2 separate regions of the Mus musculus genome follow, and region 1 is linked to region 2. Evidence: chromatin contacts called from public Hi-C data. All regions are on one chromosome and are shown on one strand. The core of a region is the stretch at or near the end of the contact, and the rest is flanking DNA. Distances in the headings are between cores, read along the strand shown.

Evidence for each region. Hi-C and Micro-C count contacts between places; a contact is called where the count stands out from the background.
Region 1: a Hi-C map of forebrain shows a contact between it and region 2, with 2.1 times the contacts expected there. A contact is called at or near these places in 11 of 484 Hi-C or Micro-C datasets (the G1E-ER4 cell line, Sertoli cells, bone marrow-derived dendritic cells and 7 more), 4 of 130 datasets of targeted methods (CD8 T cells, differentiating embryonic stem cells, embryonic stem cells and 1 more) and 3 of 9 other capture datasets (embryonic stem cells, liver and pancreatic islet).

Annotation. Positions count from the first base shown.
Region 1 is chr19:24,298,701-24,306,212 of GRCm38.p6, reverse strand. It overlaps Pip5k1b (phosphatidylinositol-4-phosphate 5-kinase, type 1 beta), which reads left to right. Exons shown (of 15, transcript NM_008846.3): 14 at 2,067-2,181. Among named protein-coding and RNA genes, the nearest start is that of Fxn, 22 kb to the right of the region's middle.
Region 2 is chr19:24,368,768-24,376,037 of GRCm38.p6, reverse strand. All of the region lies in intron 7 of Pip5k1b (phosphatidylinositol-4-phosphate 5-kinase, type 1 beta), which reads left to right. Among named protein-coding and RNA genes, the nearest start is that of Pip5k1bos, 44 kb to the left of the region's middle.

The sequences.
Region 1 (7,512 bases), core at 3,648-6,147, 71 kb after region 2:
CCACAGTCCATGCTCTGTGTGACTCCAAACTGACGTCACTTGGGAGACAACAGCGCTCATGGCAGCAAAGCACCGTAAATGTCCGCTGCCAGAGGGACCACGAGGACAAGAGTTCTCCTGTGTATGCTCATCTGTGAGAAGCTTGGAGATTATCAAGAACAGAGTGGCAGGGGCTACCAGGACCTCCTAAGGCTTCTATGAGACAAAAACAGAGCCAAATGGATGCCGACCCCTGTGTGGACTCCCTGGTTGCACATTAGACGACTCGGACCTCAGAAGGTCCAGATGGACGGAAGAATGGCAGAACTCGATGATACAGAACCCAGGCCAGCTGCCAGGCTCCCAAACCAAGTCACGTAGCATCTGTTTTAAAATGGATCTTCCCTCTGTTAGTCCAAGCAATGGTTGGGCACTCTGACCCTGCCACTAGATTCTGAGAGCCTTTCTCCCAAGAGAGATGCCCTCACTTGCTTACAAGTAACTCCTAAAAACAGAACCTAGAACATTCATAGGCTGAGAAAATATAAATTGATTACAAATAGATGGGTGCCTGGGAAATTAACAGTAGTAGTACAGGAAAAAAAGAAGACAACTATTTCCCAGTGGACATTCTATTAGCATCTTAGCTAACCCCTTTGGGAGACACATCTTTTTCTTCTGTGTGGAGGGAGCATCATTAAGGGATAAAGCAATTTGCTGTAGGCTGTGGATACAGTGGCTAAACTTGGGGTTTATCCTTGCATTATCTCTTTATGTTTCATAATTACATGTTTCACATTTTATTATTTTAAGTGGCAGTGGGCAAACACATATTCATACCTGTTGCGCAGGAAGACCGTAGATGGAATTCCTTACACCTGTATGATGGCCAGACCTTTAGCCACAGTCCCAACACCAGCATCACCCTCTTGTATCTGGCGTTCTGCCCTTGAAAACCATGGGAAACTTCGGCTGCTTAAAAGCATTACTTTCGCAGGGCGTGGTGGCGCACGCCTTTAATCCCAGCACTTGGGAGGCAGAGGCAGGCAGATTTCTGAGTTCGAGGCCAGCCTGGTCTACAGAGTGAGTTCCAGGACAGCCAGGACTACACAGAGAAACCCTATCTCAAAAAAAAAAATTACTTTCATTTTGGATGTGGAGGGATAATTGCGCATCCCTGGCTGATACCCAATTTAAATATTGTCAAAACAGACCAGCTCAACCTTTATTTAATCCAAGCACTGAGGAGGCAGAGGCAAATGGATCTCTGTGACTTTGATGCCAGCTACCTATGTTGTTCAGGCTTTTAGTGTTTCCCTCGGGAGTCCACGCAGGAGATCCTCACAGAGCCCATGGGAGCAGCGTTCTGTATTGTCACTCCAGGCGTCATCCCTGGACCAGCTCAGCATGGGCATCACCTAGGGCTTAGTCAGAAATTTAATCCATGGACTCTACCCCTAGACCCTTTGCTTCATGGATCTCAATGGAAAAGTCCAAGAAGTTGCATTGTGACCAGGCCTCCCGAGCCTCTGATGTACAGTGAAGCCGAGAACCACTGAGGCTGCTGAACTTTTCAGGTCCATAACCAGGAAGGAAAGAAAGAGAGGGGAAAAAAGAATGCAGGGAGGAAGGGAGGGAGGGAGGAAGAGGGAAGAGGAAGGGCTGCCCCCCCCAGCCCCATTCTATTTTGTAAACTATCAATGTATGGATACCTGAGAGGGGCAGAGTCAGAAGTGAAAACCAACCGCTCAAAATCAGAGCTAGCAGAGGCTTCTAGATTCCCAGGAGCCATGATTCACAAGACAGGGGACTCAAATCACCTCCTGCAAACACCATGAACTGTAAGGAGTTAGGGGGCAGGAGCGATGTTATTAATAACACTTTATTTAAAGTAACAACAATATTTACTAATAAAAAAAACAAATTTAAATGTGAACCTAAACGGTGACATTTTCAGGATGACTCACCAAAAAAATTAATTAATTAATTAAAAATAAATTTTAAAAAAGGCCAGAACCCGCCACCACATCCTGTCTTTGGCTCCGTTCTGCAGGGCACAAACTGACTGTTCACTTCTGTTTTTCCAGCAAAGGGTTACCTTCCAGTTCAACCTTCACCTTGGAAGAGGGGACCATCTACCTGACGGCTGAGCCAAACACCCTGGACCTGCAGGATGATGCCTCTGTGCTGGACGTCTATTTAGTGAGTGGCTTTCTCCCACTCCTCTCAGCAGCCTGTTTGCAAATGGCTTGGGACCTTGACTTACACAAGACTAAAGCCAGGCATGCTTGTGGCTTCTAGAGATATGCTTGCCTCCTGTCCCTTCTACAGGACACAAATCTTCCCAAGCCATGTCACCCCCATAGTTTGTTCCAAAGTTGGCAAGAATTGATAGGTTAATGCTAGCTCAGCAAATATAACCAGAGGAGAAGTCCCCTGAGTGACCCTGCACAGCCACATGGCATCAGTGGGGTCTCTAATCATTACCTGCTTAAGCCAGTACGGGCTGCCCCAGATGGGTGTTGATTGGAAGCAGAGGCATTCCCACTGCCACTCCGGATAGAGCTGGATTCCCAGCAACCCAGGATCCTGCTAGTGGTCCCTACAAGCTTGTCTAGGCTTTGAAGATACCCTCTTCCCCTCTTGCAAAGCCCGATGAGTTGTCGATCAGAGGAGCCGGCTCCTGGTGTCTCCTTGGGCTTCAGTCTTCTTATCTATTAAATGGATTAGTGAATGCTCTTGATGGCCCTGTGCAGCTCAAACAGGCTCATTCATCCTGAATCAGAGGGAGTCAGTCGCACACGGTTGGCTCTCCAAAGAAGGGACAGTCATTCCCCAAACTCTGCAGTTTCTCTAACCGCCCCCCCCCCACACACACACACACAGCATTACGGTTCACTTAAACTTTAAGGCAATACGTCTAGAACATTAGACACCATTAATTTGTAGTTCTGGGGTGTGCTTTCTTGCTGGAGATATTTTATTATTTTTTAATGTTGTCCTACAACTGGGAAGACTCAGCTTCTTGCCTACCCATCAGTGACTTCATTTGCCTCTACATTATGGAAGAATGATAAAGAAAATCCAGTCTGGCCTGCGCAACTTCTCTCTCCTTTCTTTTTGACCTAATTCGAAAGCTCTGGATCCCAACCATTTCTATCCCAGCCATCTTTAATTGAACGGCCCTGAAGGCTTCTGGGATGACATTCTCTTTGGTGACGTCACCCAGTGTAGTGTGAGGTCTCTTGTGAGGCTTTTCCCTTGAAGATTCGATGTTTCCTTCTTAGTAGTGATATCCTAACCCACTTTGTGGTCAACTGATCCAAACTAAGTATTTAATTTATATCCCTGTGAAATATGCAGACTTACACCACATTGATTTGTGTGTATTGGGTAACCTGAGATTTCCTTTTAGGGATCCACCCAAAGTTGTGCCTTTGGGCTTACAGAGGCCTTGTGACTTTTCTCTGTAACTTGAACTGGAATTTAAAAGGATGGTTGACCTCTGAGGAGAGATAACAGTTTCATCATTCAGTATTCAGGCATTTAATTCAGGTCCTACCAATGTTTCGCCCAACACTGCTTTCCAGAGGTCCTTCACCTTCACACTGTACACCCCTCGGCTTCCTGGCTCATTTGCAAATATTCAAATCCAAGGGAGATGGTTTTTTAAGATGGCTTTATCCAGTGTGACCAAAGATGTTTCCTGTTGAATGCTGAGCTGATGAGCCACAGATTGGGGTATTGAAAAGCAAACAACAGAACTGAGTGGGCCGCACTGATGGGAAATGCGAGCTTCTGCCGTTCTCCTAGCGGGATGGTCGCGTGGATATCAGCCCCCGATGCTGCCTGTCACCCTGGGATGCTAAGGCAGCCTGCCTGGGGAGGGGAACCAACAAAAAGCCATTCCCACTGGGAAATGGAGTGGGAGAGAGTGCCCTTTCGTGGCTCCCAGGGAACGGGTTGTCAGTGAGAGGTGAAGGAATTGCATTCTTATTAACAGAGAAATCTAAAGGATGGCTGCCACCCAACAGCGACTTCTCTCCTTCTGTTACTCAATCCCATTGCCTTTACACTGGCCACATTAGCATCCTCTCAATAACACGCCCTTTATCTGTGAAAGTGCTTCTGCAAAATGGCTGTTTGAAGTGCAAAAATAACTGCATGTAAGGAAAAGAAACAGTTAAACCCCACCCCACCCCCAATTCTCTGCCATACTAGTATTGGAGATTAGTGTGCTGACCTACTGTCAGCCCTTGGACAGCTTGATTATTCGGTGTGTTTGGGGTTGTTAATGCTACCCTTTGATCATGGGAAGAAGGGTGGCAAAGAAGTGAGCGTGGTTGAATAAACAGCTGCCACGCCATGGTGTGGGAGGAAAGCCTGAGAAAATACCAAGACAAACGCTCAACAAATTAGGTCACAGGGGTCTTAGAAAACTCAAAGCAGGGGCTTTGGCAAAAAGAAGCTGAGTTTCTGAACTTGAATCCTTAGGCTTGGAGGTGAATGATGCCTCCCCGGCCACACCGCATCAGTAAGGGTCTCTAATCTTTACCTGCTTAAGCCAGTACCGGCTGCCCCAGGGGGTGTTGATTGGAAACTCTGGCATTCCCACTGCCTCTCCCGAGGGAGCTGGATTCCCAGGTCTAGGTTACTCCAGGTCTAGGGGATCTAGTGCCCTCTTCTGGCCTCTCCAGGCACCAAACATGCACAGATACACATGCAGACAAATACGTATGCATATAAAATAATAAAATAAAATTTAAAAATATAAACAAAGCTGACCAAGTCTGACAGTACATGAGAAGGGGTCCAGGGGAGGAGCCTGAAGGCCTGGCTTTCCTTTGTTTGTTGGCCTGTATTACTCTCCTGCTGTAAGAAATTATCACAAACTGTGTGGCTTAAGCAACAGAAATGTGTCACCTCCTAGAGGCCCTGGGTCTGAACACAACATACCCACAGTGCCTTGCTCCCAGAGCGGATGTGAGGACAGATCGCTACCTGTGCTTGCAACCTCTCTGGGCTTCATATGTTTACTGGTAGTCGGAATCACTTTTCCTCTGATTCTGAAAGCAAGCCCCTATGATTGACAGCCACAAACTCACTGATCGGTGTCCCTCCTTTCCACAAACCCTCTGCTGCCACCTACTGGTGAAAAGGCAGCTCTGCCCATGGGTCTGGGGGAGTGACTGAAGGCTCTATTGAAACCTAATGAAGAGTGAGTATGGGGCTCAATAACCTGTTTCCTCTTGGTGCACTTGACCACATTCTTCCAGCATAATGCATCTCAGCTCATCAGGTAGCAGAGTCTTTGGGCATCAAAGGCATCTCATACCACAGGCCTAGCATCTGCCGTCTCAGGTTGGCCTGGAGGCTGCAGTTAGAATCGTGCAAAACAGAGAGGAGAGAGGCTCATCTCTCAGACTCCAGCATGCGCTTCTCACCCACTTTAGTCTCTGGGAAAGCCTCCTCTTGACCCTTTAATCCAGCATAGAAAATGCCACTTCTGCAGTTGAGACAGCAAGGGTAACACTTGATCTTAGCCAAAAGGCCGAGAAGCGTCAGCAAGTGTAACATAGTAGCAACAAACACCCAGTGCTCCAGGCCTCCCTTATGCTGTCTGTGACCTATCCTGCTTAGGGGAGTAGGATTAAATATAATAAAATGAAAATATGGATAATTTAAAGACAAGAGTATTCTTTAAATCCGTGGGGCTCCTGGCCACTGTTTCTTTTTGCTAGAGCTGTCACAGCCAAGCACTAGGATAAGTCACTTTAGAGTGTAGGAAGGTCTTCTTTCGTGTCTCTATAGACTGGGAGTTAGTTCACAGTCAGGTGTCAGTGGGGTCCCTAGCTCCATTTCCAGAGAATCTGTGTAGGCCTCTCTACTTGGCTTACAGATAACTGTCTACTCCCTGGGTCTACACAATGTCTACTCTGTGTGTGTCTGTGTGGTCCAAACTCCCTGTGTCTAGAACAGTAGTTCTCAACCTTCCTAATACCATGACCCTTTAATACAATTCATATTGTGGTGATGTCCCAACAAATAAAATTATTTTCATTGCTACTTCATAACTGTAATTTTGCTACTGTTATGAATTATAATGTAAACATCTGTGGGTTTTTTTTTGATGGTCTTAGGCAACACCTGTGAAAGGGTCATTTGTGCCCCACCCCCACCCAAAGGGTCACAACCCGCTGATTAAGAACCATTGCTCGGGCTGGTGAGATGGCTCAGTGGGTTAGAGCACCCGACTGCTCTTCCGAAGGTCCAGAGTTCAAATCCCAGCAACCACATGGTGGCTCACAACCATCCGTAACAAGATCTGACCCCCTCTTCTGGAGTGTCTGAAGACAGCTACAATGTACTTACATATAATAAATAAATAAATAAATTAAAAAAAAAAAAGAACCATTGCTCTAGTAGGACACTCGTCCTGATGAAATAGGACCTAATCTACCATCTCATTTAAACAGATCTCCTCTGTAAAGACCCTGTCTCCAAACAAGGCCATACTCTGGGTGAATGACAGTTAGGGGCCTCCACCTTAGAGGGACATGGGTTAGCCCATGACAACCATCGTGTACTCCAGTAGAAAGCAGCACTACCTCTCCGTACTTCCACAGACAGGGCCTGGTGAGCCTTCGGCTTCACAATGTCCTTAGCTCTAGTGTGGCTGGGGATAGCCCTTCATGCTGATGACAAAGCAGCCAGGAACCAAAGCCTGGGCTCTTTGTCAAATGATATCAGCACTGGATTCAGTTCCCCATCTCCCAAGTACAGCAGAAGCTGAGGTCAATCAATCAATCAATAAACCAGACTCCTGGAGCTGCAGGTCGGTGTGCTCTGAGGTGCTCATGGAGCCACGGAGATTGGCAGCAGGCTCAGTTGAGTACCAGAAGTTCCCCTGTAGAATAATCAAGATGCATGAATCATTGATGTCCTCCATCACCTCCCCGCCCTCTGGAAAGAAATTAATGTTAAAATATTACTGCTGCACTAACAGTTTTGAAATGAGAGACCTTGACCTCAGTCTTTTCCCTGACATCTACCTGCTGCAGCAACAGGGCTCTTTGATGGAGCACAGGAGATTGGCAGGAGACCAGATAAACCACAAGTTTTGACCAACATTCAAAAATCCAGTCAGTGACATTCCACCAGATTAGACCCAGATAGATGTCTTCACCCAAAGTGTTCAAATCCTTCAAGAACAGCTACAGTCCCATCTTCTACACCAAAGCTGCTCAGAGGAAGTCTGCTGCCCTGACCCTTGGGAAAGAACAACCGTACTTCTGGCTAGGAGTCCTAACATTTATTTAAGAGTAATGCTAGGGAATTTGGACCCAGACTCTTCTAAAGTGTTTGTATTGCTATGACAAAATACTTGAGATAACCCATTTAAAAAGAAGAAAGGTAAGGCCAGATGACTCAGTAGGTACAGGCACTTACTCCCGTACCTTATGACTTCTTTTCTACCCTTATCCCACATAGGGGAAGGAGAGAATCAATTCCCACAAGTGTCCTCTGACCTCC
Region 2 (7,270 bases), core at 2,353-4,852:
TCATGTTTTTCTTTAAAAAAAAAAAAGAGGAAAAAGAAAGAAAAGAAAACACACACATTTTAATGGAAACCTTTTATCTTGTGTTTTTTCTATCCTTTGCAGGATGTGGGTGAAAAGTGACTTCCAAGTTCCCCAGAGTATAGTCCAAGCCTCTCCAGTCTTAGATTTGTTTTTTTCCCCTTGCCTCTGAGTGTATGTGTGTGTGTGTGTGTGTGTGTTCTCAGTAATATTGAAAGGCTTCTTCTACAGTCTGCTAGTTCCACATGCCTCTAGGCCAGGAAGAGACAAGGCCAAATGTAAATGCCATTGCATAGGATGTGAGTGTGTGAGTGTGTGTGTGTGTGTGTGTGTGTGTGTGTGTGTGTGTGTCTGTGTGTGTGTCTGTGTGTGTGTCTGTGTGTGTCTGTGTGTCTGTGTGTGTTTCCTGGGCCCAGTCCTGAGAGAAGATGGTCAAACATGACTTTTCATCAAAAGTGATATCCTGGAGATATACCTGTTTATTTCCTATATTTTAATGTGTGTTGTTCTGACAAGCATAGAAACCAATGTCAAGGAATCAAATTTCATTTGAATTTGTGTAAGACTAAGTTGTGGACCTCGCTCTCCTCTACGCAAATGCTTTCATCCCTATGTATGGGAACATGTAAAAGCTGAGCCTGACTCCAATCCCTGCTCTGCCAAGTCCTCTGTGACCCTAGCCAGTAGCTGGCTCTGGGGGTCGAGCTGTGGGCAATGCGGGGTTCTGTGGCTGTGGTTCCTAGGGACTGCTTTGTAAGTCTGATGGAGGCTGTCTTAGTTAGGGTCTCTCCTGATGTGATAAACACTATCACCCAAAGCAGCCTTAGCAATGGGTCTAATTTGGCTTACCTCTCCCAGTCACAGTGTCATAGTCTGTTAAGGGGAGCAAAGAAGGCAAGAACTGAAACAGAGCCGTGGAGGAGCACTGCATACTAGCTTGTTCCCCATCGCTTGTTCGGCCCGCTTTCTTATACCACTCAAAACCAGCTGCCCCGGGGTGGCACCCACCCAGAGTGAGCCAGGCCCTCCAACATCAAGAATATGCTTGCTTACAGGCAAACCTTATGAAGGCAATTTCTCAATTAAAACTCCCTCTTCCCTGATATCTAGGTTTGTATCATATGATAATTTGGCATTGTGTTTAATATTTACCCTTTAGCTTTACTTAATAGTACCTTTTTATTTAATTTAGACAAGAGTGTGTTGGGGTTTTTTGTTTGTTTGTTTGTTTGTTTGTTTGTTTGGTTGGTTGGTTGGTTGGTTGGTTGGTTGGTTAGTTGGTTGGTTGTTTTTAACTTATTTTTATATTTTGGTCCAGGCTCTTTATGCCTTTCCTTTTCTGTATCTTCTCCGCTTCTCAGAATTGAACTTTAGTATGGCTGCTGGGTATTGGGATCTAGGGGGTGGCTGCAGGGTCACTCCGAGGCCAATGCTGGTACCTAACAACTAGGGATCTCTTCTGTTGAAACCCTGCTGTCCATCTGAGGCTCCAGAAAGCAGCCCGTCACAGAGCATTATTATGGCGGCACTTCAGCAGGAGAGAGGTGAACTGGGCTCATACTGGGACAGGTCCTTGTTGCTGAGCCTGGGGTGAGTGGCCTCCATGTTTGATCCATTGCCAAGCAGTCCGAGAGATGCGGTGATGATTGCGTATTGTGAGGATTGGAGTAGGTGATGTCACAGCTTGATACTGAAGGATATGAGGAATTCTTGGGTAGGCAAAGCAGTAGAAACAGTATTACTAAGAAAAACCTATATATTGGATATGAAATAGCATGACATATTTCAGTGACTATAGTTGTTTGTCATCACAGCAGCTAATAATTAGGAAAGGCATGTGAGGTAAGAGAAAAATGCATCCAGATATTTGTCAAAACACTTTTTCCAGCGTTATGAAAACCCGATGGAGGACTTAAAAATAACAAACCCACAAGACCTCTAGAACTCTTACACTCTGTTGATGGAGGCATAAATTAGGCTCTAAGACACTATGTACATCAGTTTGGAGGATCCTCAAAAACTAAAATTTTAATTCAAAATCCAACTGTGCTACTCATGACTATATTACCCAAAGAACCCTACATCGGCATACCACAGAGAGCCTTGCACATCCAAGTCTACCACAGCACAGCTCAGAGTAGCCAAGGTTCGCAATTGGCCTAGGTGTCCATGGACAGACAAATGGATAAAGAAAATGTGATGTGTATACACAGTGTTGTTTCCTATTCAGCCCTAAAGAAGAATTACATTTAGGTCATCTGCAGGAAGATGGATGGAAACTGCAGATCTTCCCGTTAAGCAAAATGAGTCTGATTAAAAACGACATTGCATATTCCTCTCATGTGCGCAATCTAGAATATATACATGCATGCATGATGTGGAGGTAGAGGGGGCGCTTATTTGGGGTTCAGAAATCGGTCGGCCAAAAGAAGAGGGAGAGGAAAGAGAGGATGATGAAGGGGATGAGCATGGCCGTATTTGATACAATTAGATGAAAATGTCGTTATTAAATCTATCACTGTGGACCGTGAACTAAAACTGAACAAATACAAAAAATAAAGAACCCACAGCAGTTTCCCCCTACCCCCAGCTTCTCTGTGGTCTTCTGAACAGGCACCGGAAGTCTGCTGTGTGCTTGATCTATTCCCCAGCTTTCCATCCTCCCTCCATCTTTCATATACACTCTGCTGTAAGGTCTCAGACCAGGGAATTCCATTTAGCCTGAGTGCTGTTGGGAGATTCCTATGTGACTTGTTGAGCTGGCTGGGGCTGTGCTGTCCTCCTGTTTCCTGTGAATTGCTTCCCTGCTTCCAACCCAAAGCGTCCTGTCTGGACTGTCTTTTGGAGTGGGCTACATGACCTCAGCATACAAGCAAGCACTCTGGTTAAAAGCCCCATCTCTCTTTCTGGATTACCCAGTGATCCGTGAACCCCTGTGTGTCAGCCTTCCCTTTGTGATGGCCAGTCCCTCACCAGTTTCATCCCATGGTGCGTACACCACTCGAAACTCTTCTCAAAAACCAATCTTGTATACTTCAAACCTGCTGAGTCTGGTTCCCATACAGGACCCTAAGAGCCTTTTCCAAATGTAATCGTCTAGGTTCTGGGACCTCCCCTGGCCCCCATGTTACTAGCTGCGAATGAGGAAAGGTGGACATGTAAATAACTGGTCCCCTTTCTCGAGGCACTCCCTTCCCCTCAGACTCCATCACCATGATAATTATCCACTTCTATAAGTGAAACTATCTCAAGGAAAGATCAGTGAAGACTGCCCGTACATCACGGGTCACCTGCTGTCACAAACAGAGAGTAGAAATCCAAACTCTCTGTGGGCTTCGGCGTAATAGAAAAACCAAGTTGAGCATCCCTGTGAAAACTGCTTTTCCATGCATTGTGCTATCGTCCCCAAGTCTGTACTCTGCTTGGCTTTCCCAGTCCAGACAGCGTGACCATCAGGTAGCTAGTTGGCCAGAGCAGCACCCTGATTCTTAATTGTCTTTTCTTCCGTCCTCTCCCACGCTCTGCACACAGCAGTAAATCACCATGCCTCCTCCAGTCTGCCTCCTGATTACCACATGAATCCACCTTATTGGATCTGCCTTCGTAGAAACTCTGGGTATTCATCTGCAATTTCAATAGCCTCTTTGCTCATTTCAGTGCGCCGTTAACTTTCAACCCGTGGCCCCTAGCGTACCCCTTACTCTCTTGGCTTATTCTGCCAGACCATATTTTCCTGTCTTCTTCTCTCCCCCTCTCTTACTCATCTCAGGACTACTGGGACACCCCTTCCTCTGAGATCACCGTGCGGCGCTTCCTGCTCCTCCCCACCTCACCTCCTTCATGAGATATTTAATACCTTGTTATTTTCTCATGAAGAGATCCTTAAGCCTGAGAATCAAGCCTCGGCCTTTGTCTCTACATGCTTGCGCTCAGTGGGTAATTAGCAAATAGCTCTTGGAAACTGTGTCTGAACAAAAGAATAATAAGTAGAATATCTGAGGATAAAGAGAGGCGGGCATGGGTGCCACTCCGAGAAATCTGTCTTCTATGCACTTCTGTGTTTCCAGTTACTTCCAGTCCTTCTGGAGGGAACATCCCGTTTTGCTGAAATGCGTGCCAGAAACGGCATGGAGAATTTAATAAGGCAGATGATTTCCACTTTGAGTCACTTGGGATTAGAACTGCACTGGCTATCCTCATACTGAGTCATTAGTTTAGCAGAAGTGTATTTATATTTCAGTGACTTTTTCCCATGGAAGCCTTGTAGTGATCATCAGACCTTGATTTGACGTTGACCCCTGCCTCCCTTAGGTATGTGTCCTTCTCCCCCTGGTGTTTTAAATTAAGAGATTTGTAAGCCTCTTAATTTAACAGAGAAAACCTCCAGTAAACAATCTTTTTTTTTTTCCTTTCCTCGGGCAGATGGCTATCTGCTTCAAAATTAAAATGGAAGTGAAGTAGACTGGTGTGATCAACAAACAGATTCGTATCAGAATTTTACATCCAAATGACAGATTGCCCCTCTGGGTTCTATTTGGCACAATGAAGAGTTAAGCTAGTTTATTTAAAGGATGTGTGGGGGGCTCGGGGGGTGGGGGAGAGGTGAAATTGATGTTACTTAAGAGACTGTGGAGCTGTTTATATTCTCGGGTGAAAAGGCTTGCTTATAATGCAAGACCTAGGTGTGCTTGCTACTGGACCTTTAATGTTAGGGTCAAAAGGGAAGGAAGATTTGCTGGCTGGGAAATCTACAGGGTGACAAGGGAGACTCAGTCTCCTCTTCGTGCATCTGTCAGTGGAAGTACTGTAGGAAGTCGAGGTGGGATGGGGGGAGGGGGAGGGGAGAGGGTGGGACCTTGGGTGAAACTCCTGCTGTGCAAGTGTGAAGACCTGAGTTCGAATCCCCACAAGCCCAGCTGTAAGTGTCTCAGAGGCCAATGTTCCTTCCTCAGCCCTCTCTGCAGCCACCTCACCTCACCTCACCTCACCCCAGCAGCACGCTGCTGCTGCCCCCCGGAATGTAGCACAAACTGACCGCGGCAAGATTTGTCATCAAATCTTTACGTATGAATTTTGGAAAAGCAGTTCTAAATTGTTTTGCACTTGTTTTTTAATTTACCGTGATTATTCCCCGCCCCCTCTGGTGTAATTTATCTATGAACAATCTAGAGTCCCATGTCATTTAATAAATTTGACAAATTATTGCATCTTGCAGTATTTTGGGAGTGCGCTAGGGAAAAGTGAAATGATGACAAAGACAGTTACTGGGAACTCGTGTTTATAACCTAAATATTTCTTACTCCTTCGAGTGGGAGTCATATCAGAGACAGTCTGGATAATTAATGGCCTAAATGAGTCATTTACATTTATTATCATTCTTTGTTAAGCAGCAAAGTTATTAATTTTTCAGGAGCGTGGAATCGATTTTCTCTTTTCCCCACAAATCACTGTTATCATAAATATTAATAGGCCCTGAGACTTTAATGAAACCAGCTTCTACTGGAACATTTTGATGAGCAAAATGAGCCACTCCCGTGTGGCAGGCTCCTGATTTACAGACTGGGTGCCGTGAGCTTGCGTCTGAGCAGGCTGCAATATGACTTATTTGGTGTTAAGTTGGTGTTGGGGTTGGTGTTTCTATTCCAGCTGTGCTTCCTGTCTTTTTGCATTTAATTTAGGGAGTTTGGAGGTGGGTGGCTTTTGTCTGCGTTTTTTTGTTGATGTTTTCATTTGTTTGGGGTTTAGAGCATCCATTCTTTCTATGTATCACAGGAGTGTCAAATTGGTGATCCTCCTGCCTCAGCCTCTAATGCAGATATTAGGGTCATTTATCACCATACGTATTTTTTTTTCTCTTCAAAGACAACCTGAAAAAAAGAACGGACAAATGAATTCTTTTTTTCCAGATAGATTTTTGCAAGCACTGTAATTCTATACGCAATTTCTTCCACTATTTTAAATTACATTAGAGTTTTGCTATCTACAGTATTAGTTGCTTTCGTGCGGTTAAAAAAAAAAACAAGAATAAATCTAACTCAGAGTAGTTGGGCAAATAAACAAATAAAACTAACTCTAAGTAAAAGATAGTCTAAGCTGGGAGGAATCCCTTGAGTCTGTGGGAAACAGCGTCATCCTATCTTCCACCCTCTGGTCTGAGCTAGGGTAAGCTGGAGACACCTGGCTTACTGAGAACCAAGCCCTTACTGAGAACAACCACAAAAGGAAGGAAAAAAAAAAAAAGAGTGTATTTGTAAGGAATCTAAATGTTTCCACCTATAAAGTTCTTTTTTTCTTTTTTTTTTCTTTTTTACGGAGTCACTTGCAACAGTTGGAGACAGTCATATGCAGATCACATACACCTTCACCTCCGGTCCCCTCAATGGTAGTGTCTTAAATGACTTCAGTACAATATCACAGCCAGGAGAAAGACCTGAATGTGAACTACTGCTAAGTTTCAGACTTCTTAATCTCTCCAGTTACATATGTGCATGTATGTTCTGGGGGTCGGTTCTGTGCAGTTATGTAGTTATGAACCTACATAAGCAGGGTCACAAGGATTCATGTAGCCGCTCCTACCAGGATGAAGGACAGTAGAGTTCCATCTCTGTGGTCTCTCCCACCACCCTCTCCTAGCCTCAGCCTCTTCCCTCCTTCACATCCGTTCCCCATCTCATACCACCGTGCATGCTTTTTCACGTCCATAACTTGGCATTTCAAGAATATTCTGTACAGAGATGAGCATGTTGATATATTGGTAGTCACAGTGCTGGAGGGATGGGGAGGAAGAGGCAGAAGGAATTAGGAATTCAAAGCCAGCCTGGACTATAGAAAACAAAAACTACAAAAAAAAAATGCTCCAACAGGATGAAGCTTTCCAGGGTGGTTTTCACTTATTATGATGCCCTTGAGCTCATGCAGGTCAGATTCTGCATCAATAGTTTGCTCTTTTTTTACTGCTGAGTGGTATTTTGTGATATGATATACGAGTTTAATACTAACCTGCTAAAGAATAAGGGGCGGGGAGGGGTTAGTTTTTGAATGGTTCAAGTAAGCTAAAATGTGAAAATTTTTGTCCCAATTTTTACCTGGTGCAATTTTGCATTCCTCTGGGACAAATGATCGACTGCTATTACCGCATTCTATGAAAAGGACATGTTTACATTTATAAAAAGCTGGTTCACCTTTTCCTGCCTTGCTGCCTGTTCTCCCTTCCGATAAACTGGGTCTGTGTTATCCTCGTCTCCATCAGTGT